7 separate regions of the Mus musculus genome follow, and regions 1, 2, 3, 4, 5 and 7 are each linked to region 6. Evidence: chromatin contacts called from public ChIA-PET, Hi-C, HiChIP or PLAC-seq and promoter capture Hi-C data. All regions are on one chromosome and are shown on one strand. The core of a region is the stretch at or near the end of the contact, and the rest is flanking DNA. Distances in the headings are between cores, read along the strand shown. Region 1 has its middle 16 kb from the start of Gm39605. Region 2 overlaps Ugp2 (UDP-glucose pyrophosphorylase 2). Region 3 overlaps Vps54 (VPS54 GARP complex subunit). Region 4 holds the start of Vps54 (VPS54 GARP complex subunit). Region 5 has its middle 6.7 kb from the start of Gm39606. Region 6 holds the start of Lgalsl (lectin, galactoside binding-like). Region 7 holds the start of Slc1a4 (solute carrier family 1 (glutamate/neutral amino acid transporter), member 4).

Region 1 (3,633 bases), core at 182-2,681, 430 kb after region 6:
AGGAGAGGTAAATGTGAAGGCTTTTCCACAGGCACAGCTTGGTGCTTTGAGCTGCCTTGGAACTCTCTGCCGGCAGTGTGGAGTGCTCCTTCAGGCTATTTTCTAACGTGATACATGAATGTATACATGTATTTTATTTTCCCAGAAACAAGACTATATTATTCCTAAGATCTGCAGCTGCCTCTTTTCTACAGTCGTCAAAAACATGGAGAAGTATGATTTAATTGCCAATGTACAATGCCAAGGAATTTAAAACCAGCCCTCTATTTTCAAGGACACACAACGATCCTGTTATCCCTGAGACCAGGGTCTCAGAAGCAATTAGACTGGGTTTCAGTCATTCAGGTGGCAACTGTGAAGGGAAAGCTTCACCTTGTAGCTGTCTCCCTGTCTTCTTAGGTTCTCCCTAGGGGTCATGGTCATTCTGCTAGAAGAAATGAGGGGCAAACTCACCCCAGACTTGAGGGTCTCAGATGATCTGTGAATTGTGGGGAAGCTTGAAAAGCCTCCGTAGGGACTGTAGCCAGGACACAGAGCCAATGGCAGCTTTCCAAGGTGAGAAAGGAAATTGGACCAATAAAGCAATTACCTTATTTTATAGTTTGCAGCACTAGTAAATGAACTAAAGGTCTCACACATGCTAGGCAAGTCCTCTGCCAACTAAACCGTCCCTGTGTCCGCTTTCTCATTTCTATTTTGAGATAGAGTCTCACTGAATTGCTCAGGCAGGCCTTAAACCTTTAATGCTCCTGCCTCAGCTTCTCAAGTAGTTAGGATTCCAAGTGAGTGTCACACACCTTTCCGGCAGAGTGTTTTAAGTCTGTATTTTGGGACGATAGGGTGTGCTTACTTTGCTGTGATACTGTAAACCATGCTCCAGAGAGTAGGCGGTGTGGCCACGTGGAAAGACACTGAGCTCTGTAAGAGGGCAGCGTGGGTTGGAATCTGACTTTTGACTTTACCAAGTGGGTGACCTTGGGCAGGTCACATGACCTTCCCCACTTGGGTTGCAGATCAGTAACTTCATATGCACACCTGTGACACTTCATCTGCACTGTAGGAAGCAAGCCTGGGTGTGCTTTTCTGTTAGTTCCTCTCCAGGCCTCAGTCTGAGAGATAAGACCTCTTCAGGTCATTGAGCTCAGTCTGAGAGCTAAGATTCCATTCTTGGGGCTCTGCTGAGGGGCTACCACACAGGTGCTACCGGCAGCTGGCCCTTCCCCCAGAGGCAGCTCGAGCCCGGGCTTCCACTATTTCCATGTCAGTGCCAACAAACAGCTGAAGCTTGGTGTGGGATCTTGGCTAGCAGGGCCTGTATTGATTTTGTTCTCGAAACCTTTCAAGTGGCGGCTGCCTCTGTGATCTGGCTGCAGTGCCTAGTTACAAAGCCAGCGCTGTCCCAACGTCCCAACTGCTCTTGTGTGTGTATGTGTGTGTTTCCGGAAAGAACACAGAGCATCCAAGCTTCAGCCAGTGAGTGCTCACCAGGGCCCAGGGCCCAGAGCCCAGAACCTTCTTGTGGGTATTTCGCAGCAGATGCTGACTGAGCAGCATCAGAAAGTCCCAGCAGCGCCTCACTTTCGGGATCAGAAAGCAAATATTGGTCCTGCCTGCTACGTGCACGGAAGCCACACAAAGCACTCGCAAGACCTTTATCACCCGCCAGGTCATGGGTAACTCAAGGGAAGGCAGCCTCAGTGAGATCCCAGCTCATTCCTGCCAATATTTAAACCAGGTCAATTTTTCCAGGCCAGGGCATCCTTTGACTCTCTATGTAGCATCAATACTGGTTAGATGGTGGGTAGCTCAGCCTCATGAGGTAAGCCTCAGCCTCACCTGGGAGGGCGGGGACCTCACCTCAGACTTAGATTATAAACACAGCATGAGACCCTAAGTGGAACCTGTCCCCTTATTTTCTTCCCTTTATAAAGAAGCCATTTACTTTCTGGCTCCTTCTGTGGCTACATGTTGTGGATAGTCCTGGGGCTAATTATATTTGATGTTAATTCCATTCTCCTGTGAGGGGCTGCAAACAAGGAATGAGTCAGCACTCAGGTGATTTCCTGTAAACCTGCTTCCCACCTTAATTTGTAAAATAAAGGAGAGCTGATGATTGGGCAGATAAAGGAAAGGTGGAGAGGAACAGGGAGGGAGAAGAAGGAAAAAATGGAAGAGGGAGAGGATGCAGAGGAGGAGGAGGAGGAAGAGGAAGAAGAAGAAAAGTGGAGCAGAAGCACATGGCTGGAGAAACTGCAAGTTCTAAGGGGTCTCATAGATGTGGAAGAGGGTAGTGTATAGATCTGCCCAATCTAGGCACCCAGCATATAATCATATTATCTGTGTTGTGTTTTCATTGCCGGGGCGTATTTGGGTTGGAGATTTACCACAACACAAATGGCACCCAACGTATTGATTTGAATTCAACTAACCTGAGATAAAGGTTCAGAAGTAGGTAGGGAATATTAGTCATTGAGTTTATTGTTAGGGTATTTCCAGTTATTTTAATTAGAAATGGCTGAGAGTAGTTAACAGACAACAGTCTAGATTACTTCACATAGATGGTTGGTTTTCAAAAATGTCAGAAGTCCACAGAATGTGACCTTTAATGTTGGGGCCGGCCTGTGTCTCTCATGTCCAGGTTCAAGCCTGGGAGGCAACCGGAGCTGAAAAAGAAGAGGGAATCTAGGTGGGTAGAGAAATAATGGAACCAAGACAAGCTAGTCTGCTCAAGGTTCAAATGTTTAATAATAAAATCTGCGCTTATAAAGAGGGAAGCCCATCCCCAGTCACACCAAGTTTCTTGATGTAGAGATGTGAAGTTGTCAGAACAGCCTTTTAGCAGAAACTTGCCAAATTCACAGTTTGCAGCTAACTCCAGAAAATCTTGGAGAACTGGTTCAGCCTCAGGGCAGGTGGCAGGCAGTGTAACATCAAAGGAGAGTGATGAGAAGCAGCACAGCAGGTGGCCCTGCCTCAGTGGCATACAGTCTGAACCAGCCTATCTAGGCTGAAGGAGGTTACATTTTCTCCCCTTTAAATAATATTAAAAAAAAAAAAAAACTAGACTGAGGCATAAAATTTATTTATGCTCCATAGTCCCGCCCAGGAGTTATGGTGGCTGGCGGCCCCGCCTATCTTACAAAATATTAAATCTTCTCTATTTCATCCTTATCTGTCAAGGGAGCATACATGCAGCTTGTTTGTGTTTATTTTACACAAAACATGGCTCTGTGGTGTATTATTAACAGCCACGGCCTCTTGGCATGTACCCCTGTCTTAGATTGGTATGATTCTGAGATCTGGGTGCCTGTCATTGACTGTCAGGCCCTCATTAGCACACCTTTCTCCCAATTCAGACCAAAGCCACAATAGGTATTTAAAATGCTTCTTGATGAAGATTAATAACTGCCACCTGAAACTTAGAATACCCAAGATATAAGATACAATTTGTAAAACACATGAAACTCAAGAAGAATGAAGAGCAAAGTGTGGACACTTTGCCCCTTCTTAGAATTGGGAACAGAACACCCATGGAAGGAGTTACAGAGACAAAGTTTGGAGGTGAGATGAAAGGATGGACCATCTAGAGACTGCCATACCCAGGGATCCATCCCATAATCAGCCTCCAAACGC
Region 2 (3,774 bases), core at 412-2,911, 500 kb before region 6:
CACAAGAGGTAAGCCCATCAGGTCCTTCCTTTCCTAATCAAAAATGACCTCACATGAGTACACATTAGCAGATAACAGAACAGATAATAGCTAATGTTCACAGGGTAACCAGTGGCTGGCTTACATGTTTTAGTCTTATACTATAATGGAACTAAAGAGGTCATTTGAGGGCTTATTCTATTAAAGCAAAATAACAAAAATGTCACAAATATACTGCAATTCTTTTATAAAGCTTTCATTCTTGCTCTAAGATGTAAGATTTCTTACTCTGCTTTGAACAACAGCAAAAACATGGGTCTTTCCTATAAATGTCATCGTTTCTGTGCTTAAAGGACAAATTCAGGACTAGGGCACTCTGCTCACAGACTTAGGGTGCTAGACAGGAGGTAGGGTTGGCTTCCCCAGCTCCAGCCTTCACACTGCTCCCTTCTCAGGGCGTTTCTTAGAACGAGGATGTATAATTTTCCAGTGCAAGGTTTTATAAAATGACACCCTACACTTACGTTTTTGAGGAAGGAGCTGTGCTGTGCATACCTAGAATTGTGACTGCAAGCCTGTGCCGCTTGCCTCTCAAGGGTCATCTTACAACTGAAGACGACAAACACAAGTGCATGTTGCTTTTTGCCTCCCATGTAGGAGAAATAATGTATAATTAATATATATTATTCTCCAGAATTGAAGTAGAATATAATGCACCTGAACTACGTAGACTTGACCAAGTTGATATTTTGATTAAAATTGGAAATAGTTTCTTAAGGTAATTCAAGATTTAGACATTCATACCAGTCAGACCAGTGTTTGTGCACTGTACTTCCACTGTAGTTAAGTAGCCACTGAGCTACAACTCTGCAAGGGAAGCTGCCTGTGTGGACTTGTTGGGACTTTATATTTGAGAGACCAAAAGTTTTAAGGGATCATAGACGTAACCTTGAGATTGATTTGCTTTATCTTGCAAAGCTATGAAGTTGCCATCTCTAATTTAATATTTTCTTTCAGATTCAACCCTATGAAAAGATAAAAGCCAGAGGCTTGCCTGATAACATATCTTCTGTGTTGAACAAGTTGGTGGTAGTGAAACTCAATGGTGGTTTGGGAACCAGCATGGGCTGCAAAGGCCCTAAAAGTCTGATTGGTGTAAGAAATGAGAACACCTTTTTGGATCTAACTGTTCAGCAAATTGAAGTGAGTAGCATGTAACCTTTCACATAAGATACGAAAGTAGATTTAGTGTTTACATTATAAAGTGCTAGTGCTAGTTAACAGATTGCGATTTTGTTTCCGTGTTAGTGTGTGGGGTTGGGACACTGTAAGGACGTATTCTTAAGATGCAGAAGCTCAGCCCTCTGTAAATACTTTGTACTGCAGCCTTCCTGACCCTGCGCTTTTCTGGCTTAATCCGTTTTGAGAGGCTGTAGAGGGTGTTCTCATCCTCGTCTGGTTGGACGGCATGGATGCTAAGAACTGTTCTTGGCTTCCTTCTTTGACAAAGTTATCAATTGTCGACCTCATGGGACAGAGGTCCCATGTCTTTTGCATGTCTTCTTCCTTTGCCTGATGTGGTGCTGACAGCTACCAATCATAATAGCAGCAGTGGCAGCTAACATGTATCCAGCATTTACTGTGTACCAGGTTTTCTAAGTGCCTTCCCCAAAATGACTCATTTGTTCCTCTCAGCAATTCACAAGTACTGCTCTCCCCATTTTATGCATGAGGATGGGCAATAAGCTCTAAGTAATAAAGTAAAACCAAAACTGAAAGCTAAGCGCCATCTTCTCCGACTTATTGCCTTAGCTCTTTTGAGAAACTGAGAAGATTGAAGTGCTACTGCTGAGTTTGAAATGCCTGAGAAGAGGAAACCGTGACTTTGTAACTTTGTATCCTCATCTCCACAGAGCTGGAAGACAAGAGCAGATGCATAGCCAGCACTTGTCTACCTTTAGGCCATAGAGGACTGCTGACTACATGCTCAGCTCCAGTAGGGATTGCCCTGGGCAACTGAATCTGCGCCTCAGCTAAGTTAGCCATGAAATGAAGACAGTGGCTCTCTTTCAAAGGGTCATGGTTTACCGAATGAGTTCATGATAAATTGCTTAGCTACATAGCCATGTAAAATGTATGTATATATATGTAAATATAAATCCAGAGAGCACTAGAGGTCAGGTTTTAAACGTTTTATGATTAACCATTCAAGAGTGGTTTTATGTATTAAGTCAGAGAATGTGAGTCTGGATGACCTGATTGTCGTTCTCCTCTTTAGCATTTGAACAAAACCTATAATACAGATGTTCCTCTCGTTTTAATGAATTCTTTTAACACGGATGAAGATACCAAAAAAATACTCCAGAAGTACAATCACTGTCGTGTGAAAATCTACACCTTCAATCAAAGCAGGTACCAGAAATAAAAATAATTAGCTGGTGGGATTGTGGCTCCACGGAGTTCCATTCTTTGGTGCAAACATGGTTCCTCATTGCAGCCCAAGGTCAAGTCATGCAAGAACTGATGTCCTTAAAGCTAAATACAGGCTTATCAATAGGTGATGGTTATAAACTTTGGTTTTATAATTTCTACTCCTCAGAGAATCTGCTTGAGATCTTATTCTAAGTCCCAAATATTTCAGGACAGTTTATAAAAAGCCTTTGCATGTTAAGGTCTCTGGTTAGGTAGATGACTTCCTGCAAACCACAGTACTGAAAGCCTTTCCTATGGGAGGAAGGTTCTTCACCCTGAATAGATAGCTCTGTGGAAATTAAGTAAGCTTTGGAGAGAAGCATCTACTCTGGGGTGGGTGGGGGGTAGTGAGTAGAAAGGAATTCGGGTGACTTGGGGAACAGGCTTTCTATTTAGGGGTAGACAGCAGCCTACAGAAACTTTTTGGAAATTGTTGGAAATGGTATATCTAAAGTTGGATCATTAGTTTGTTGGTATTTTAAAATTTGCCCCCACTCCAGCATCATAGTGTTTGTTGCCTGACTCCTAGAAGGCTGTCTGTGTGCGTATGAGCTCTTTCCTGCTTCCCTTTACTTTGTCAACTCTCACCCATGCACAGACATGCATGCAAAATGGAGGGAAGCATCCCAAATGCATCTAAGAGTGGGCAGGTCTCCTCAGGTAGAGTCTCAGGCACAAGAAACATCCCACACCAGAGAGGTTTAAAAACCGTTGACTTACCGAGTCTTTCCTCCTAGAGAGCTGTAAAAAACAATGTTAAAATATGAAGTGTATTCTCTTCTGCATGGCCACAGGAACCTTCTCCTGAATGACTATCTAGAAGACAGGTTGTTGTGTTTAATAATAATGACAGTTTTTGAAATAGAGGGATGTTTTATTTAATATCTAATCTCTATGGACAACCTCTGAAACAGAGGGATGACTTATTTAATATTTTAAAAATATTTTGTTTTCTTGTTAGTTATGTGTATCTGTGTATTATCTATGTGTAGGTATGTGCACATTAGTGCAGGAGCCCAAGGAAGCTAGGGGAGGGTGTCAAACGCCCTGAAACTGGGTTTACAGAGCTTGTGAGCCATTTGATGTGGATACTGGACACTGAACATGCTCCTAACCACTGATCTGTCTCTCCAGCCCTTATTTAATTTTAGTGTATTGTTTTACTTGAAGGATTAGGGTATGCTACAGAACCAGTGTAATAACATTCTTGTTTTGTTTTTACAGGTACCCGAGGATCAATAAGGAATCTCTACTTCCTATAGCAAAGGATGTGTCTTATTCAGGGGAAAATACTGAAGCTTGGTACCCTCCAGGGCATGGAGA
Region 3 (3,706 bases), core at 44-2,543, 470 kb before region 6:
GCTTGGCAGTGGTAGCATGCACCTTTAATCCCAGCACTCAATAGGCAGAGGTAGGCAGATCTCTGAGTTCAAAGACATCCTAGCATACAAAGCAAGTTCCAGGACAGCCAGGGCTATACTGAGAAACCCTGTCTAAATAAAATAAAATAAATAAATAAATGCCACTTATTCTATGCCAACAATTCTTTAGCATCATAATAAGCCAAGTTAAGTGCCTGTGTCATTTATAGCCCTTTCGATGGAATAAGACAATTTTCAAAGTTATTATTAGCAGGCTCTGATTTATATTACTGGGTTATGATATTGAAGAAAGTTTATTATCCCTCAAAATTATATCGCTAAACCTATTTACTAGTGTCTTAGAATAACAGCAGGGTTAATAGTCTTAAGGTATTCTCAAAACAGTCTTGTATAATTTTACTGAGTCAGGTAGACTGTGGCCCTCAGTAGTTTAAATGATCAACCCACAGCTGCAATAGTAAGAGAGAAAGACCAAAATCTAGAATTGGTCTCTAATTCATTAAACTTCCTCTGTTCCATAATTTCAGGGATTAGGGGGACGGGACAGATGTAGTGGGTACAAATGGAGCCAGAACGCAACCTTTGGTTTCCTTCCTCAGGGACCATTTACCTCGTTTATGACACAGAGCCTCACACTAGCTCAGCAAGTAGGCTAGGCAAGTTGGCTAGGCAAGTTGGCTAGTCATTTCCATGCCTCTGCCTGTTCAGCACTTCGATCTCAAGAGCACACCTCCACATCCAACGTATGACCTGTGTTCAGATGTAAAACTCTTTTTGCTGACTTGAGTTTCCTCTCCAATGCTCAAAACACTTATTTATATAAAAACAGTCTGGTACTAATGCCAATTCCAACCAAAAAATGCTCATTTAGATGTTCAAATTTCCTACTGAAATGAGGTCTTATTTTCTAAAGGATTACTAAAAATTTGCCATGTAACAGAATCACTAATGAATTTAGAACCCTTAGCCATATGCTACTAACTCACAAAGACATAAACAGAAAACAGTAAATAAAAAGTTTTTAAATACTGCAGTGGCCTAACCAAAAGTGTGAATGTTCTTAGATCTTGTTTAATTAGCTGTAATTTTTCCTTAGAAAAGCTCTTTGAGTTTAATTGCTTTTAACTTCCCTGTCACCTCCGAGTTGAGTGGCAAGCTTTCAGGCACTGGTGTATAAGCTGAACATAAGCAGAACCATAGACAGTGCCTATGTTTCATCCTGTGGTAACATGCAATGAAGGAATGCCAGAGAAGATTCTAAAGTGACAGACAATGAGGACAGGAAATAAACCCACATAAACAACTGTGATGCAGGCTTAAGACTGTCAAATGTCACAGCAAGCTGCTAGCTGCTTTCAATACTTCTCTCCCCTGCCACAGTAACGGCTTTAGCTGCACAAGTATCTTTAACTGACAGACAGACAACTAACTAAAGACTCTAGTTCTCAAGCTCTTTTACAGAGCGAGTCATATGTCACATCCTAGCCTCTGCTGTGGAAGTGACAGTAAAAAGTACAAATTCTAGACCATGTTCCTAAAAAACAAGAGCAAGATGGAGAGTGAAGCTAGGGCCTCCCTCATGCCAGGTCAACTCTCTCCTACTGCAGTGAACATGGTGCTTTATCACAGAATAAGAAACGTAATGATAGCCGGGCATGGTGGTGGCGCCTTTAATCCCAGCACTCGGGAGGCAGAGGCAGGAGATTTCTGAGTTCGAGACCAGTCTGGTCTATAGAGTGAGTTCCAGGACAGGCAGGGCCACACAGAGAAACCCTGTCTCAAAAAAACAAAAAAACAAAAAAAAAAAAAAAGAAAGAACAAACGAACGAAGGAATGAACTGTAATGACTACACACTTCTCTGAGTATCTGGTTTATAGCAACAGTGGTACTACATACAGAACAGTAAGGAAGATGGCATTTTAGCTAAATGAGCTAAAGGATTATCTAGGTATAGGAGGAAAAAAAGGAAGAAAATCTTGCATGATACAAAACAATTACAGAGAAACTGTCAATCTAATTGTCAAAGGGACATATTTAAAATTAATAGCCTTTTTTAACCAAAAAGACCTTAACTAGAGAATGAAGTAGGAATTCACAAAGTGGTAGATGATTTTGCAATATGGTTGGAGAGCAGACATGTGCTTACACAAGCAACTCCAGCAAATCACTAAGAAAGGAAGAGGGAGGGAGGGGGGGGCAGACAGGCAAAGACCCTCTTTATACACTTGCCAGGAGAAGCTATCAAAAGGGACAGTAAGTACACGGAAAGGTGTTCTCCTACCAATAACCAGGACAAAACTAAAACTCCTACAGTTGCAACCTAGACTCCGAGCAGCCAACATGTACAAGACTACCAAATGGGGAGAGTGAGGGGAGTGAATGAAGATGTGAGGCAATGGAACTCTTCCTGACAGGACTCTAAGTAATGAGCAAATGCACATGAGGCTAAAAACCCAGAGAACCTTCCCGCTTCTGCTTTTACAGGGCAGACTGGTGTGTCCAGGGCCTTCCCTTCTGCAGTCTTTTCCTCTTGAATTATAACCTTAACTGAGAATGCCCAGTTATGTGTATTTTACAGTGAATATGCTCAGAAATGTGCCTGCCCCACGGTTTATTCCCATATGAATACGTATAGACTTTCTATATAAATTCCTTACCTTTTTTTCCCCCCATTTAAGAGAATGCCATCTTTTAAAATTGATCTCTTGCCTACAGGCAACAAATTCTCCTGCATTCTCATGTGTTGGCTGTCCTTTTTGGCTGTGCACTCAACTAAAATGTAAGCCCATTATATTCAGTGATTGTGTGCGCGCGCACACACACGTGTGCATGTGTCCGTCTCCATTCCTGGTGTCTATATGTGCATATATATTTTCCAACATTTGTTTGTAGCGTGTACAACAAAAATATTGACAAGCATTTAAAAGCTAAGGATTTAACAGTGCATAGTATGCATAAGAACCAGCAATTCATGAAATCACCAAAGGCAGGCCAATCCCTAAAAATAGAAATAACCCCAAATCTTATCAATAGCAGAATGACTTTTGTATTGTGATGTTGTCATAGGACATTATTTTTGTATACAAATAAAGTCCCACTACATGCACTTATCACACACATAATATTGAAGGAAAGAAAGCAGATAAACACAAAAGTGTGGTTCTATGATATACAACTGAAAATGAAAGCAACAAAACACACACACACACTAATAGTTTTAATGACTTGATTCCAGATGAAATTGATTAGAGCCAGGGCAGGGGAGGGTAAGTTTTCTAGAGAGCTGATACTGTTCCATTTCTTGACAATATTTCTTGATGAAATATTTGCATTTTGGAATAATTATTTGAGCTGAACATTTAGAATTTAACTTTTGTCCCACAAGTGCACTGTATACCAAATTCAAAAGTTTGAACCAAAACAAAACAAGGAGAATCCCAGTCCCCTGCACTCTCCTCCTCACTGCTAGGCTACGTAGAAACGATAAATGCAGAAACAAAAAGCACCTCAGATGCAAACGGAAGCCACAATGAGGGTAGGACAGCCGTCCACTCAAGTGAAGATCTCCTAACTCCAAAATAAATAAAATTATTTAAGATACAGAATTTGTTGTTGTTGTTGTTGTTGTTGTTATTTTGAGGCAGGGTCTTGCTGTATCTCTGGCTCTCCTGGAACTTACTATTT
Region 4 (3,936 bases), core at 397-2,896, 410 kb before region 6:
TGTTCCTAGTAAACTCTAGATAACTTTGCCAGTTATAATTTTGAAAACAATGAAAAACATTTTAGAAAGCCAAATGCTGTAGCAGCAATACCACAAGAACAAATTATATGAGTGTCAACAACAACACACGGATAGTGTGTACAGTTTTACTGTGAACAGACTGGTACTTATAGTAACAGTTCTAAGGTTGCCAGAACACAGTTTAAAACTAGCCAAAAGACAATACAAAAGTTAGCATCTAACATCCTAAACTACAACTATCAAGTACAAAGTGACCAATTTTACCTAATGATAATTAGTGTAGAGCACCAATACCCACTTCTAGGAAACCCAACTCACTGTACTACATACAGTCAGACATATCCTATCATTACATCTGTTCCAGCCAAACTGCTAGGGAGTCAAATAGTTTTCCAATTAGAGCTCCCATTTATAAAACTCAATGCCCATCAAGACCTGCAGCATAAGTTATCACCTTCTTCTCCATATACCACAAACAGCGTATCATAATATCCCCTGCCCGCTGAACATGTATTAAGACTGACCTGAGTTTGAGAACCCGAAATTAAATCAATTAGAAAACAGAAGTAGCCCAATTTAATTCTTCGAAAGTAAAAGACGTCTCTATAAGGACCAAAAACCAAACTTGGTTAAAAAGGTATTTTAAGAAACACTTTGTAACTCTAATAGGCCAAAATTCTTTAAAAAAAAAAAAAAAAAAGTCACCCTAAGCCATACACGGACAGGCCAAGTAGCTAATTATAATGGTCAGGCAAAAGTTCCCAGACAACCCACAGGGAACAGGGAAGGCCTGTCTTTGTATCCCTGCAGACAGCAGTTAGCAAAACTGAAAGAAATAAAATAATTTAAACTACAATGCAAAACTGCACAATGCCGAGTTCTTCTTTGGTTTAGTATTCTCGGGCGGGGGGGTGGGGGGGCGGTGTTTTTATTCTAGAAGGCTCCAAGAGGGGTTCAGGCCTGGCTGAAAGGAGACAGGGAAAGTTTGGGCTCCGCGTCTACAAGGACTGATGGAAGTTGCTGGTCCCGGATTCCGGAGAGGGGCGAGGGGACTGGGGCGGCACCTGCGGACGCCGGCCGGGGCTGGGGCACAGCTGCCGGCCCGGATCCTGGGAGTGCCGAGAAGGAAGTGGTGGTGGCGGGGAGGATGAAGCTTCGGCTCGGTCACCGGCTCCGAAACTCTGTCAGCTCCAAGCCCCGAGGAGACGGAGGGGGTGGGGTCCCGCCGCCCCGCCGGTCACCGGGTCGGGGGAGGGTGGCCGCGAAGCGCGGGCCCGGCACCTACCTGCGGTCCCGGGCGGCAGCCCCAGACGAGGCCTAGTGCACCGCCGCCTCCATCCCTCCACGTCGCGCCGAGACTGCTGCTCCGCGGCCGCCGCCGCCCTGCGCGCCGGGTCCGAGCCCGGTTCCCGCCTCCGCCCCGCGCCTGCTGGCCGGCGGGCCCGGGAGCACAGGGCCGCCCTCTCGAGCCCAGCGCCGCTCGGGGGCAGAGCGGCCGCGGCGGGCCCCTCACGTCTCGCCCGGGTGTCCTGTCAGCCAGCAGTCTCCCCCGGGTCCGCAGCGCCGCCTCCGCCGCTGCTGCCGCCGCCTCTCCCACATCCCCGGCCTCCAGGGGAGCCGCCGCCGCGCCGCGACCACCGCCCCCGGCGCCTCAGCTCCCCACGCCGCCGCCCGCCTCACGCCACCGGCCCGGCGCGGCTGGGTCCGCGGAGAGCGTGCAGCAGGCCGCCGCCGCCGCCAGGCCGCCGCAGCCCCCAGCCCACAATCCACCGCGGCGTCGCCGGGGCGGGAGGGCCGCGGCCAGACCGGGAGTCGCCGCGCAGCTCCGACAGGGCCTGGCGCGGCCGCCGCAGAGCTAGCGACCCCAGAGCGGGGACGACCCCGCGTGGCTGCCCCGTGCCTCCCCCTGTCGTCCTCGTAAAGGCAGGAGTCGTCTCGGATCTGCGCTCCAGCTCGCACGGTTCCCCCCCCCCGCCCAGGTTGTCCAAAGAAGCCGAGCGTTGCCTTCCGCCTTCCCTGGCGAGCGGGCGGGAGCGGACCCCTCGCCCCCCAGACCAACTGACTCCCGGCCGCTTACACCCACTAAAGCCCTAGCTTCCGCCTGCCCTGACTCCCTCAGCCCCTCATAGTAAACAAACATGGCTCCGTCTCCAAAATTAATGCCTTTCAAAGGTGAAAGGTCAACTCCAGATACCCCACTGGCCTCCAGCACTTAAGGCCTTTTGAGGCTACCCTGTCCCCCCAGTTCCTGGCTTCCAATCACCTGTCACATTTCTCAGGCGCATAAGTCAGTTGTCCCTGCCCTTTAAAAATCTGAAAAACTTGGGTGTGTGTGCTTATTATTAAAATCTATTTGTGATTCCTAACAGCATTTCCAATTAGGCTGAGTTCAGAGAGAATTGTGATCTTACTAGTAAAATTACCATCTGCAAGATAGGGTGTCTTAGACTACAATATGTTTATAAGTCTCCAATCACCTTTGGTTGATTCAGGAGTCTTGAGACTCAGAGCCACCAAGGTCTGGAAAAATAAGAAAAAAAGTCTTAATTACTTGAGGGTCTTTCTTAACTTTATGAAGATTTTATTCCATTTTGGAACTGTTTAGCCTACAAATAAGTTTCATGCATTTCAAAAGTCTGTTTTACAAAGCAAAAGTGAAAATGTAACTCAGTAGTTAACTGGAAAAAGAAACTGATGCAAGTCTTGGTCTTAGTAAGTCATTGAAAATTGCTAACAGCTTTTGTTAATTTACTCACCAAAAAGGTATGGTTGGTCAGGCAGTGGTGGCGCATGCCTTTAATCCTAGCACTTGGGAGGCAGAGGCAGGCAGATTTCTGAGTTTTGAGGCCAGCCTGGCCAGCCTGGTCTACAGAGTTCCAGGGCAGCCAGGGCTACACAGAGAAGCCCTGTCTAAAAAAAAAAAAAAAAAAAAAAAACAAGAAAAAAAAAAAAAGGTATGGTTGAAGGACAGAAAGGACACAGAGAAAGGAAAACACAAAAGATTAGCCAAAAGAAAAGTCCTGCGCTATATTTTTCTGAATTCAACTCTTTACAATGGAGCCAGGCACAATGGAGCAGTCCTGTAATCCCAGCATTTTGGAGTAGAGACTTGAGGATCAGGAGTTCAAAGCCACCCTCAGAGTCCACATGGGACACTCAAGGCCTGCCTGGGTAATGTGAGACTATCTCAAAAAGAAAAGAGGAAAAAAAAAAAAAAAACTCTACAATAAAGAGGGTAAGAATACATCCAACAAATAATAAATACATGTTCTAGTTTGCTTCTCCATTGCTGTGGTAAAACACCAAGACCAAAAACAACTTGAAGAGAAAAGGGTTTATTTCTTCTCTCAACTCCGAGGTCATAGTGTCACTGAGGGAAGTCAGAGCAAAGAGTCAACCGGAAACAGAGACCTGAGAACACTATTGCTGCCTGGCTTCTATCCCAGAGCTTGCTCTGCTTGCTTTTTTATCCCACTCAGGACCATTTGCACCACCATAGTTAGCCCAGCTCTCGCACATCAGTCATTAAGGGAGGAAATGTCTCACAGACTTGCCTTTAGGCCACAAGGTGAAGGCAATCCCTCAGTCAGGCGTCCTTCTTCCCAGATGACTCTTGCTTATGTCAAGTTAGAAAAAACTAACAAGTTTTCTAATTATAAAAAAGATTTTTAATCCTTTTGGAGGGGGTTGTTGAGGCAGTGTATAGCCTGTCTGTCCTGAATCTTACTCTGTAGCCCAGGCTAGCTTCAAACCTGGAGATTCACCTGCCTCTGCCTCCCAAGTGCAACCACCACCTGGCTTTAAAGTCCTCTTAAATCTTTGATTTCTTGTAAAAACAAGAAAAGTTTACACAGAAACATCATTGAGGTAATCTTAATGTGCACTGTGTAAAACTTGTCTTTGTATCATTCAAAT
Region 5 (3,439 bases), core at 781-3,280, 390 kb after region 6:
GAATGCGTGGTTTTTAGTTGGTGGTGCTGTCGTGTGAAGTGATAGAAATTTTAGGAGGTGGGGCCTCAGTAGAAGAAGATGTCACAGGAAGATTGCATTCTTTCTGTTGGCTTACTCTGGTTCAGGGTCTCTTCTGTTCTTCTCCTTCCCCAACTGTGTTTTCCTCTTCCTCCTCCTGTCACCATGATGTTCTGTCTTATGACAAGCTAGAATCAGCAAAGCCAAGGACTATGGACTGAACCCTCTGAAACTGTGAGCCAAAATAAATGCTTTCTCCTTCATGGTGTTTGGTTTAGAGTGACAAACTAAAATGAACACAGCAAATTAGCTGGATCATACATACAAACAAAACTTGCCCAAAGGACTTATTCTCCTCATGTGCAGCAGCTGCTGCTCAAGACTCTGAAAGTATTCCCGCACTCACAGTGTACAAGGACCCGTCCTTGACCTGCACCCCCGAGTCTACTCCCTACCCTGCTATCTAGCACCCCGGCTATGTAGGCTACATTTCTCATGGTGGTTAAACTTCAGGGCAGGCTGGCTCTCAGCCCTTGGTCCTAAGTCTCCACTAATTGTACCCCTTTCCCATATAAAACAGCATTTCAGTTCTTATCCAGAAATAATACTGGGTGCCCTTTACAATCCACTTAATAGAAAAAGGGGCAAAGGTGTGTGAGGTCAAAACTATTTCATAAAAAGATGCACTTACTCTCTCCACTCTTGTGTTCCCCTTATGGGAAGAAAGCTAAGTGCTTTGGGAAATGCAGTCGATATTACAGCAGACACAAATGCAGAAGCAAACAGGAGACTCCATCTGTCTTTCATTGAGCTAAACAGTAAAAACAAACAAACAAACAAATAAATGGCAGAAATGTAAAATAGTACCATACTTAACATTTTTTTTTGTTTCACAAACTATATTTTTCTAAATAAACCCACGTGTAGTGGTTTTATTATTATAAGAAGTAACCATCTTCTAGATTCTTAGTTTTCACTCCTAAATTGGTAAATGTTCAGAGGTACAACCCACATAGACAGAAAAATCCTCTTGGAGGTTCTTCTGGGTGATGTTTGAGTATAAGATAGTGGTTCTTAACCATGGGTCGTGACCCCCTGGGGGTCAAACTTTCATAGGAACTGCCTAAGACACAGATATTTACATTATGATTCATAACAGTAGAAAAATTACAGTTATGAAGTAGCAATAAAAACAATTTTATGGTTGGGGTCACCACAACGTGAGGAACTGTATTAAAGGGCCACAGTCTTTTTTTTTTTCTTGTTTTCAGGTTTATTGAAAATATGGCATAACAGATTAAACAGCTCCACGTGTTTTGAAATTCATGCCAACTGTAGGCTGAGTGACCTGAAGGTTAGAGAGACTGCCAAAGTCCAGAAGCTTCAGCATCTCCTTGGTGTCGGGATCCACCTCAATGATCTCCTGATCTAGGGCTGAGACCTCAGGAACGTAATTATCTCTCCTCTCTCTCTCTCCTTCCTGCAACTTAATAGAGATGCCTCTCACAGGACCTCTCTGAATCCGCTTCATCAGATGCGTGACGTATCCGGCTATCTCGTTCCGAAGCTTCTTGCTGGGGATAATGGCGATCTCCTCGCACACGCGCTTGTTGGTGTGGAAGTCATTACCCAGACGCGTGTAGTACTTCTCGATGATGATCCGGGCAGCCTTCTTCACGGTCTTGGTGCGAACGCGGAAAGGGCCACAGTCTTAGGAAGGCTGAGAACACTGGTATAAAGGGTTCCTGAGCAACGTTGTCTCATTTCCTCTGATCTCTACTGGCGAGGAACTCACTCACCTGTGAGAATGAGCTAGCTTCCACAGCTGGAAAAGCCAGCGTCCAGACCACAGCGCCTGCCCTCTGAGGACCTCTGGTTTTGAAGTTCTTGACAGGGCAGGCCTGCACACGAGGTAAGAGATGCCTGTAACTGCTATCTTCCAGCACACACTGAGGGGAGAGGAGGTACAGACATCTCCTCTCCCTCTTCCAGTGGCCGATCTCCAGGACCAGCCCTCATCTGCCCCCTGGTGGCAGGTAGCCCCCATACATGGGATCTCAAAATATATCGCTCTCTCTTTCCCCTGTTTTCTCCTCCCCATCTTTCCCTCTTTCCCCGCGCTGGTGAAAGTCCAGGGCTTTCAGCACACTAGGCAAATCCTCTGTCTCACTGTCACATGCCCCTAGTCTTTTTCCCCTCAAGTAGCTGGATGTTGATCGCACCCAGCCCGATGGCCTCTTCTAGGTGAGGGTGAATGATAATATTTTTCTGCATATTTATCTCTTCGTAGTTAATTACCGATCGTTCCTGGCTCTGAACCTGCCCTTTAGCTGGGTTAGGAGTCTTGCCTTTGACTAGGGCATGTGACAGTGAGACAGAGGGTTTGCCTAGTGTGCTGAAAGCCCTGGGTTCAGTCACCAGAGCAGGGAAAGGGAAAGATGGGGAGGAGAAAACAGGGGAAAGAGAAAGCGATATATTTTGAGATCCCTGTAACCCCCGAGCAGCAGGAGAGCTGTTAAAGCAGCGGCTCCAGCCTGAGGCCACCATAAGATACCACCACAGCTGTCAAAACGACAGCATCTGTCATAATGGTGGCACCTATCAAAGCAGTGTATCTCCTCAGCCTACAGCCTTTGTGAAATACCACCTCTGGAGCTGTCTACAGTGGCAACACCTTCTCTGCAGCCTCCCCAAGGAGGTTAGCAGTGATAGCACCTCAGCCAAATCGGCCTGTGGCCGGGAAGGACTTCCCATCCCCACCCATGAGCCTGATACAGGGAAAAGGGGGTCAAAAGAAAACCGCGGATCCCTGAGCTTTCCACAAAACCCACCAATCCCAAAGCTCAGCACTTGAAATCCAACCAGTTCTCGATCTGGAAATCTCTGCCCTGAAAAGCCCCGCCCCCTAAGAAATCCTGTGGCGAAAACGGTGCCTCCCCCCCCCCCCCCCCCCCGCCCTTCCATTAGGAAAGCCCTGCCCTTTGTTCAATTCCCTGCTGGACTCATCCCTCCATGCCCTGGACCCTGTAAGAAATCTTTTTTTTTTTTTTTTTTAATATGAGATTTGCTGCCTGATGGGACTCTCTCATCAGAAGAGTCCAAGAAGCAACAAAGATGGGAGGAACTGAAGAGGTGGAGCGGGGCTGAGGCTCCTGACTCCGGGCTCCTCAGCTCAGCTGGGGATACCCTCCCCGGACTGCGAGGCCTCTGCTGAGGAGGCCTCCCCTCAGAGCGGGGTGGTTCCTGGACTTCTGTGTTTCAGGGTGCCCTTCGAACTGAGCAAGAACACTTACAATTCCCAATTATATAAGCTGTGTTCTTTTCTTTATGCATATATCCTCAGGACAAAGTTTAATTTACAAATTAACAAGTTAAACACACTGAGTGGTTAGCAACCAGGGCTACTAAGAAAATCGAATGT
Region 6 (3,634 bases), core at 727-3,226:
TTGCCCTGCACATACAAGGCCATGGGTTTGCTCCCCAGAACCTCCAAAACCAAACCTCCTCTCCCTGGCTCAGAAACTTCCAGTGTCTTTCTGTTCCCTTCAAGTAAAAGGTGTCTCCAAGACCTCAGCCTTCACTTCTGCTCCACATGTCCAGCATTAATCTACAGGTCCCATCTTGCAAACTTTATCTTTACAGTTCCTGAGCCAGCAACCTCTTCTGGAGGTTGAGCCAGCCCTCCCTTTGTCCCTCCCTTCCTCCCTCCCTTTCTCCCTCCCTCCTTCAGAATTCTCAATGTCACTTTCCCAGACTACCCTACTTTAATAGCATCATCCTGCACTCTCCTCCTCCCCGCCTTATTTTTCTGTCTTACTACCTATATACTTGCAAGTTTGCTTATGTCTGCCTCTCCTCGCTACAATGTAATTTCAGCAATGCCCCTGCTAATTCTCAGCTCTTGGTCAACAGCAGACACTCAAAACTGTTGCTTAGAATGTGCTGAGTGTTCTTCTGGGGAAGGTGTGTGAACCAATTTATTAATCTTCACAGTAATTCAAGATAGGATCATCGTAGTAATTATTATCATGTCTGATGAAGAAATTAAGGCACGCTACTATCAGTAATAAGAAACTAAATTTGGACCCAAGACACCAGCCCTTTATAATAACCATGATATATTGTACCACGCTTAGCTAATAGCAAATAATTCAATGATTTTTTCCCTATGCTGACTCTTAGAAATTCAGAGAATCAAAGTATGACTTTAAAATATCAAGTTTCTTGTAATTGCCTAGTATGTTAGAATAATTAATAGGTGTGATTCTCAAGCTCAGATGAGTAAACAGGAGCAAAATGGGAGCCACAATGACAACTCTTCAGTCTCTAATTCTGAGAACCACTTCCACAAAGGCTCCGACTGTGGATTACAGGCATGTTCCCTGTCCCACAGAGATTACCATGATTAGCACTGGTCCATAAAGGGACACAAAAGCTGCAGAGACGCCAGGTCCCCCAAAGGGCCCCTCTGGGACTGTAGCAGCTCACTTGCTCAAGCTCCTTGCTTATTAGTGTGGTGATTCACACAGTGCATTGGGCAAGCCGAGTATGTCACCTAATAGAGAGTATGTTGATACAGCCTTATCTGAGAAGTTACATAATTATGCTAGTGTCAGGATACCATTACAGGAGTCTGAGCCTTAGCGTGAAAGAGGAGTGTATTCCCTAGGAAGTATTACACAAAGAAGGACTGGAGACTCCATTACCCCAAACTAAGCAAGTGACGTAAAATAGCTAAGGACAGAAACTGTGTCCACTTCAAGTTGCGGCTTGGCCGGGCACCTGCTGAAGAATGCTTCCGGGACCCCGACACTAGCCTGCGCTTCCCTGGGAACAGAGGGTTGGTCGGCGCTCAGCAAACTGTCCCCCTAGAGTCCTGGCTGCTTCTTTATTTAGGGTCAAATATGTACAAGCCTTGGACCTCCATTCTCCTTCTCCTCCAAACAGTGCAACTATCTTTCCTCCCACTAGGTTGGAATTCTCTGAAAGAAGCCATACCAGGTCTTCCTCTTTGGAGTCCTCCACCTTCTCTCGACCTCACTCCTGATCCACCCCCACAGTCCCCCAGGATGCGGAAGGAGGTGAGTGAGTAGGGTACCGACCAGGAGTGTCCCCAGCACCTGTCACCTGGCCCACCTGGGCCCTCCCTTCACCCCTTTCCCCAGCCCCACCCACCTTCCCGCCGACAGGCCACCGCCCTCCGGCCTTCAGCCGTGGTCCAATGGCCGTAGGGCAGGGCACGCTTAGCAAGCCGCGGCTCCCGGGCCCCGTCCCCGCCCTGTTCCCGGTTCTCGGTTCCCGAGCCGAGCCCTGCCGCCTTTAAATGCCACCCCAGGCCAACGCACTGCGGCCCTCGCCACCGTCATCCCCTCGCCGCCGCGATCTCCGCGCCGCCCGCCTCCCTTCCCCCTCCCGGGCCTGCGGCCGCGCCAGCCTGGGGCGTGCACGCGCGCCCGTGTGTGCGCGCGCCCGGCTCGGACCCGCGCCCGCCGCCGCGTCCCCGGCGCTCGCTGCAGGAACATGGCGGGGTCGGTGGCCGACAGCGACGCCGTGGTGGTGAGTGCAGCGGCCTCCCGCGAGGCGGGTAGCTCAGAGGGCCGGGGCAAGGACTACGGACCCGCGGTGCCGCGGGAAGCGCGGTACCTGTCAGCCGCCGCGGGGTGCGAGCTCGGGGGGCCCCGGGCGCGGGGCAGGAGGGCGCCGGCCAGGTGCGCGCTGGGCGCGTGTGCGTGCACGTGGGTTAGTGTGGGGCCGCGGTCCCGGCGTCCGGGATTTACCCCTTTGGAAACGGTCCCGCGCCGGGGGCTCCGGAGAGAAGCCGAGCGCTGCCGCTGCACTCCAGCCACGTCCCCGAGGACAGGCCAGGGGGCAGAGACTCCGGGAGCGTTTGTGCTTGGAGAGGGGCCTGCCGCCCACCTACACGGGCTTTGCTTCCCGGGTGGGCCGCGACCTTGAATTTGATCCGGTCTCAAGAGCCTGGGGATCATCAGAGGCTTAGACCGGATGGAAAGGCCGGGTTTTGTTTCGCGGTTATTTAATGGGCTATAAAGAGGCATCATATGTATGTGTGTCTGTGGAGGGCTGCTGGATCACTACAGATTTGTGTTGATTCCTCATCCTTCCATTCACTCCCTAATAAACAAGGGTCTGTGGAAAGCCAATCTGTGTGCTTCTATTTTTAGAAACTTGATGATGGGCACTTAAACAACTCCTTGGGTTCTCCAGTTCAAGCCGACGTGTACTTCCCACGACTGGTAAATCAATGTGCTCCGTGTCTCTGCCTTTATCCTTTTCCCCTCTGGTGCATTTCCTTGCTTTCTAATGGGTCTGATTCTCAGGGCTGAGGGTTTGGCTCGTCTCTAACAGCCCATAAACATCCTGTCTCTCCCCTCTTCCTTTGCAGATAGTTCCATTTTGTGGGCACATTAAAGGTGGCATGAGACCAGGCAAGAAGGTATTAGTGATGGGCATCGTAGATCTCAACCCCGAAAGGTAAGGGCAGAGCCCTGCCATTGCTGAGTCCCGCGGCTGCCTCCTCCCCTTACCCTACTTGCACAGTGTCACTAGTTAGGAGTGCCAAGAAAGTACCATGTTCCCATGAAAAGAATGTGTATCAATCCTAGCCATCATCTCTGCAGATAGCTATTTATATCAGTGATGATAAAAATAGGCCTACAGTTAATCTTTGACCCTTGAGAAGGCCAAAAGACTTCTTTTTTTATGGTTTTGAAACACGGTAGTCGTAACCAAACCTGTTAGAATAAATAAGAACCAAACTTACAAGATGTTTCCCTTGTCAAGTTCTGTGGCTGTTTTTGAGAACTCTGAGATGGATTAATGCAAGGGTGGCCTGAGGCATTTGAAGTCTTCAGTTGTAATTATTTTCAGTTCCACTGGAGTTTTCACCAGAGCCTACTTTAGGTAACAAAATCTATTGGTTTGAGTGTAATCCTTAGTGTCTGTGTTTAAACTGTGTAAACAGTAGCAGCCCATTAAAAGCCGATGAACCCACTGGAGGAGGAACTGGGTCAAGTTAAAATGTTACATCTGACTCCTGGCTAAGTGACACTGTTTTCTTTT
Region 7 (3,539 bases), core at 952-3,451, 500 kb after region 6:
CCAGACCCCCATAATAACAGGAGGGGCCTAGGGAGCCCTCCCTACTCTCTTGAATACCATCAATAAAGTTCGCTGCACCCAAAAAAAAAAAAAAAAAAAAAAAGAAGCCTTTAAAGCACTAGAGCTGGGCAGATGTCGCCCCTCTAAGCTATTTTGCCTACTTCCCTATCAATGACCCCGAGATATAACTTGCCACGTTCTGCCTAGGCTGCTCTTACTTGAACTGGCTAGCCTTTATGGCCATGTTTTCATGATTTACCTATCCCCTGGTGTCTCCTCTCTCCACCTTCTTTCCTCCCTCTCATGGTCCTGCCTCAGACCCCAAGCCCAGGAACTGAAACCTCACCTGCCTCTCTTCTGCCCAGCTATAGGCTGTCTGCATCTTTATTGACCAATCAGGGATAACTTGAGGGGCAAGGTTACATAGTATCACGTTGATGTACTGTGAGGATCTTCTAGTCCCCTAGGCAACAAGGGCCAGTATTTAGCATTACAATACATAGCAACAAACCAAATCTCTACATAGAGGCAGGGGAGATTCTGAGTTCAAGGCCTGCTTGGGCCACAAAGGAAGAATTTGTCAAGCACTAGCATGCAGTCAACAGCATGGCTAGTGGAAGTAGAGGAGAGAAAGGACATTTCAACATGAGTCATGGGGCTTAACAACAGATCAGACTAGAGAAAACTTAAACATGAAGGTTCACAGAGGCAGATCATAATGATAGCAGTAACAGGCTGGAGGAGACAATCACAAATCTGATTCGGAATATGCTGAGCTGAGATGCTGCAGAATGTCTGGGTGGAGCTGTAAAGCAGGCAATTGGAAACCCACTTCTGGAACATGACTTCAGTCTTTTGCATAAAAGCAGCAGCTTAGGAAAAAGGAGGCAGAGCTACCTGGAAATGAGGAACATGGGTCTGTAGGAATCATCCATCCTTGCACAGAGAGGTAAACCATGTTCTGGGAAACAAGATAAAAATATGTATAGGTCCTCATCTAATGAACACACCTCCCTCCCACCAATAAGCTCCTATTTCAACAAGCTGTACATGACAGCTAAATGGCTTCATGTAAGGAACTCTTTGCTGTCTCAACAATTGGACGTTTTACACCTCGACAGGACATATTGATTTGCACAGGTTTCTGTTATGGTATACTTCAAAATTACTTTACTTCACATTGTCTTCCTCTTTAACTCAGCTACACCTAACTAGGGCTTTCTTGGAGGTCTGGGGAGGTAGTTCTTTTCAAAAGCAGAATAGGGAAAAATAAATAAATAAATAAATAAATAACACAATAAACGACTGCCAAGGTTTCCCTTTTTATCTGCTGTGGCCCGGGAAGATAGTAAATAAATGGCATTTTTAAAAAATCCATTGAACCATCTTTCAGACTGGCCAAACACTTGACTGAACTGTTGGCGTGCCAAGTCTGGAGACCCGGAAGGGGGTGGTTAAAATCCCGCTTGTGTTTCAGCTTAAGTTACATGGCAGACACGCCACCGAAAGTGGTGGCGTTAGAGCTCTGTTTCTCTGGGAGAGTTTTACGTCTTCAGCCTGCACACACCAGGCTTCTCCCCAGAGTCCAATGGACTCGCCCCAGAGGGCGCTAGTGCACGCAGTGGCTCACCCTTGGCACTGTGCATAGTGCCACCCGGACTCGCTGGTCACCTAAGGGTAAAGCTCTGCTAGAGTCTTGTACGTGCACGCAATGAGACTTTCCCCCATCCACCCACTCCTTTGTCTCTGTACCAGGAAAGCCTACAGAGCCCTTAGAAGAAAGGATTTCCCGCAGGATGGAGGTTGGGTCGTTCCGGACTCCCTAGCGGAGGGCGGGCACCAACCTCCGAGGGCTCCCCTCCTCCACCAGCTGAGGAGAAGAACTGCCGAGGCGTTCCAGACGCTCCCCTCCCTCTCTCCCCGAGGCCTGGACAGTAGGACTGAAAGCTGCCAGGAGACAGGATTGGCCGATGGCCTCACGCCCCGTCGGGAGAGCCCAGCCTGCCTGTCTCTCACTCTCTTTGCTGTGCCTCCCGGAGGGTGGGAGAAGGGCGGGACCTGGGAAACGTCAGGGAGGTGGGGAACGGATATTCAGGGTTCTAATTGGTCGTAACATCGGAGGTGCGCCTACATGGGCGGGGCGAGCTCAAGCCCCGCCCTCCTTCCTAGGCTGCAGCCTCCAGCGTGCCTCCTGCGTTGCATCATCTCCAGCCTGCAGCGGCTCTGAAAGAAGGCTGGGCGCGGCGCGGTCTGCTCTGCCTGGGCTCCAACCCACAACCCACGTCTCTCTTTTATCTTTCTGAAAAGTGTTCCTGTAGGGACTCACAGAGCTCGGAAGCCGCAGCTGGCACAGGCCACTGTCTCCGCCTGATCCATTCATTCGAAACCGGTCTTTTCTCCAAGTTCCTTGAGTGTTACCGCTTAGAGCGGTGGGCAACGACATGGAGAAGAGCGGCGAGACCAACGGCTACCTCGACGGCACCCAGGCAGAGCCTGCGGCCGGGCCCCGAACGCCCGAGACGGCGATGGGCAAATCGCAGCGCTGTGCTAGCTTTTTTCGGCGCCACGCGCTGGTGCTGCTCACCGTGTCGGGAGTGTTGGTGGGTGCCGGCATGGGCGCGGCGCTGAGGGGGCTGCAGCTCACCCGCACCCAGATCACTTACCTGGCCTTCCCGGGCGAGATGCTGCTCCGCATGCTGCGCATGATCATCCTGCCGCTGGTGGTTTGCAGCCTGGTGTCGGGAGCCGCCTCCCTGGATGCCAGCTCCCTCGGGCGTCTGGGTGGCATCGCTGTTGCTTACTTCGGCCTCACCACGCTGAGCGCCTCGGCTCTCGCCGTTGCTCTGGCGTTCATCATCAAGCCAGGGGCGGGCGCGCAGACCCTCCAGTCCAGCAGCCTGGGGCTGGAGAACTCAGGGCCTCCTCCGGTCTCCAAAGAGACAGTGGACTCTTTCCTCGATTTACTCAGGTACTGCTCTCCACCCCGCCAAAGGCACGGCGGGAGACGCCACGTGCACTCATATCACCTAGAGTTAATTCAGTTACTGTTGGCCCTTAACACTAAATTTCATATTTACGTCTGGGCTACGTGCTGGCCACACCTTTAAAGACTGGAGGCCACAGCTTTTTGCTGGAACCGATTTTCCGTTAGGTGGGATGTTAAGTGTATACCTTCTCAGTTGTGCTTTACTCCTTACACTGGGCTCTCTCAGTTTTGTTTGTTTGTTTTGTTTCGTTTTTTTAATTGTTCCTGTTTTCTCCCCTACATCACCCCAAAGCTTCCAGGACATTGAGTGACTTTCACCAGAGGAGCTATCCAGCTTGTAGTCTGAGGTTTTCTCTGATTCAGCCTTTGGTCTGGAAGGAAGTTGGCAATTTTCAGCAGAATTATGGATGTGTCCAAGAATAATAAAACTGGAGTTAGTTATGTGGAGCCCGTTGCCCAGCTACGTGACTGCCTCTCAGGCTTAGGACAGGTTGTGGACGTTCTTGGTCAGGATCATGGGGCCTAGCGTTATTTCTTTGTAGAAAGCGGGGAG

What was found. A called contact is a pair of places that touch in the nucleus more often than the background predicts. ChIA-PET counts read pairs in DNA pulled down with a chosen protein or histone mark. HiChIP or PLAC-seq counts read pairs in DNA pulled down with a chosen protein or histone mark. Capture Hi-C pulls out chosen DNA fragments and counts their contacts.
Region 1: a Hi-C map of liver shows a contact between it and region 6, with 2.4 times the contacts expected there. The contact joins the enhancer-like site here to the promoter of Lgalsl in region 6. A contact is called at or near these places in 3 of 39 promoter capture datasets (the C10 cell line, the HPC-7 cell line and liver), 1 of 484 Hi-C or Micro-C datasets (liver) and 3 of 115 datasets of contacts at active chromatin or transcription factors (bone marrow-derived macrophages, embryonic midbrain and stem cell-derived neural progenitor cells).
Region 2: a contact with region 6 is called in an RNA polymerase II ChIA-PET map of memory CD8 T cells, with 6 read pairs. The contact joins the enhancer-like site here to the promoter of Lgalsl in region 6. A contact is called at or near these places in 6 of 39 promoter capture datasets (embryonic stem cells, hippocampal neurons, liver and 2 more), 1 of 484 Hi-C or Micro-C datasets (bone marrow-derived macrophages), 2 of 115 datasets of contacts at active chromatin or transcription factors (memory CD8 T cells and stem cell-derived neural progenitor cells) and 2 of 9 other capture datasets (adipose tissue and pancreatic islet).
Region 3: a contact with region 6 is called in an RNA polymerase II ChIA-PET map of memory CD8 T cells, with 39 read pairs. The contact joins the enhancer-like site here to the promoter of Lgalsl in region 6. A contact is called at or near these places in 13 of 39 promoter capture datasets (the 3T3-L1 cell line, 3T3-L1-derived adipocytes, the C10 cell line and 7 more), 6 of 115 datasets of contacts at active chromatin or transcription factors (bone marrow-derived macrophages, embryonic stem cells, forebrain and 2 more) and 1 of 9 other capture datasets (pancreatic islet).
Region 4: a contact with region 6 is called in a promoter capture Hi-C map of adipose tissue, with 5 times the contacts expected there. The contact joins the promoter of Vps54 here to the promoter of Lgalsl in region 6. A contact is called at or near these places in 6 of 39 promoter capture datasets (3T3-L1-derived adipocytes, cranial neural crest, frontonasal cranial neural crest and 3 more), 4 of 484 Hi-C or Micro-C datasets (bone marrow-derived macrophages, embryonic stem cells and nephron progenitors), 8 of 115 datasets of contacts at active chromatin or transcription factors (bone marrow-derived macrophages, effector CD8 T cells, embryonic forebrain and 5 more) and 2 of 9 other capture datasets (adipose tissue and liver).
Region 5: a contact with region 6 is called in an H3K4me3 HiChIP or PLAC-seq map of forebrain, with 4 times the contacts expected there. The contact joins the enhancer-like site here to the promoter of Lgalsl in region 6. A contact is called at or near these places in 7 of 39 promoter capture datasets (the 3T3-L1 cell line, the C10 cell line, the HPC-7 cell line and 4 more), 6 of 484 Hi-C or Micro-C datasets (embryonic stem cells, forebrain, ganglionic eminence and 3 more), 8 of 115 datasets of contacts at active chromatin or transcription factors (bone marrow-derived macrophages, embryonic forebrain, embryonic midbrain and 3 more) and 1 of 9 other capture datasets (liver).
Region 7: an HNF4G HiChIP or PLAC-seq map of pancreatic cancer cells shows a contact between it and region 6. The contact joins the promoter of Slc1a4 here to the promoter of Lgalsl in region 6. A contact is called at or near these places in 1 of 39 promoter capture datasets (the HPC-7 cell line), 1 of 484 Hi-C or Micro-C datasets (embryonic stem cells), 2 of 115 datasets of contacts at active chromatin or transcription factors (forebrain and pancreatic cancer cells) and 1 of 9 other capture datasets (liver).

The regions. Positions count from the first base shown.
Region 1 is chr11:20,394,054-20,397,686 of GRCm38.p6, reverse strand. No RefSeq gene overlaps it. Among named protein-coding and RNA genes, the nearest start is that of Gm39605, 16 kb to the right of the region's middle. Within about 2 kb of position 1,431, at least 55 of the 459 cell types and tissues checked have an H3K27ac peak or open chromatin away from gene starts, as enhancers often do. A contact at or near this core is called in liver, where this site is marked.
Region 2 is chr11:21,331,033-21,334,806 of GRCm38.p6, reverse strand. It overlaps Ugp2 (UDP-glucose pyrophosphorylase 2), which reads left to right. Exons shown (of 10, transcript NM_139297.6): 4 at 997-1,182; 5 at 2,258-2,391; 6 at 3,676-3,774. Among named protein-coding and RNA genes, the nearest start is that of Mir1933, 12 kb to the left of the region's middle. Within about 2 kb of position 1,661, at least 16 of the 459 cell types and tissues checked have an H3K27ac peak or open chromatin away from gene starts, as enhancers often do. A contact at or near this core is called in memory CD8 T cells, where this site is marked.
Region 3 is chr11:21,301,413-21,305,118 of GRCm38.p6, reverse strand. The region is part of intron 12 of Vps54 (VPS54 GARP complex subunit); the gene reads right to left. Among named protein-coding and RNA genes, the nearest start is that of Mir1933, 41 kb to the left of the region's middle. Within about 2 kb of position 1,293, at least 17 of the 459 cell types and tissues checked have an H3K27ac peak or open chromatin away from gene starts, as enhancers often do. A contact at or near this core is called in memory CD8 T cells, where this site is marked.
Region 4 is chr11:21,236,742-21,240,677 of GRCm38.p6, reverse strand. Vps54 (VPS54 GARP complex subunit) reads right to left here and starts at 1,646. Exons shown (of 23, transcript NM_139061.5): 1 at 1,307-1,646.
Region 5 is chr11:20,444,687-20,448,125 of GRCm38.p6, reverse strand. It overlaps the pseudogene Gm12034. Among named protein-coding and RNA genes, the nearest start is that of Gm39606, 6.7 kb to the left of the region's middle. Within about 2 kb of position 2,030, at least 35 of the 459 cell types and tissues checked have an H3K27ac peak or open chromatin away from gene starts, as enhancers often do. A contact at or near this core is called in bone marrow-derived macrophages and forebrain, where this site is marked.
Region 6 is chr11:20,829,450-20,833,083 of GRCm38.p6, reverse strand. Lgalsl (lectin, galactoside binding-like) reads left to right here and starts at 1,976. Exons shown (of 5, transcript NM_173752.4): 1 at 1,976-2,110; 2 at 2,737-2,808; 3 at 2,958-3,046. The coding sequence starts at 2,075.
Region 7 is chr11:20,331,375-20,334,913 of GRCm38.p6, reverse strand. It overlaps Slc1a4 (solute carrier family 1 (glutamate/neutral amino acid transporter), member 4), which reads left to right and starts at 2,201. Exons shown (of 8, transcript NM_018861.3): 1 at 2,201-2,968. The coding sequence starts at 2,442. It also overlaps the pseudogene Gm12033.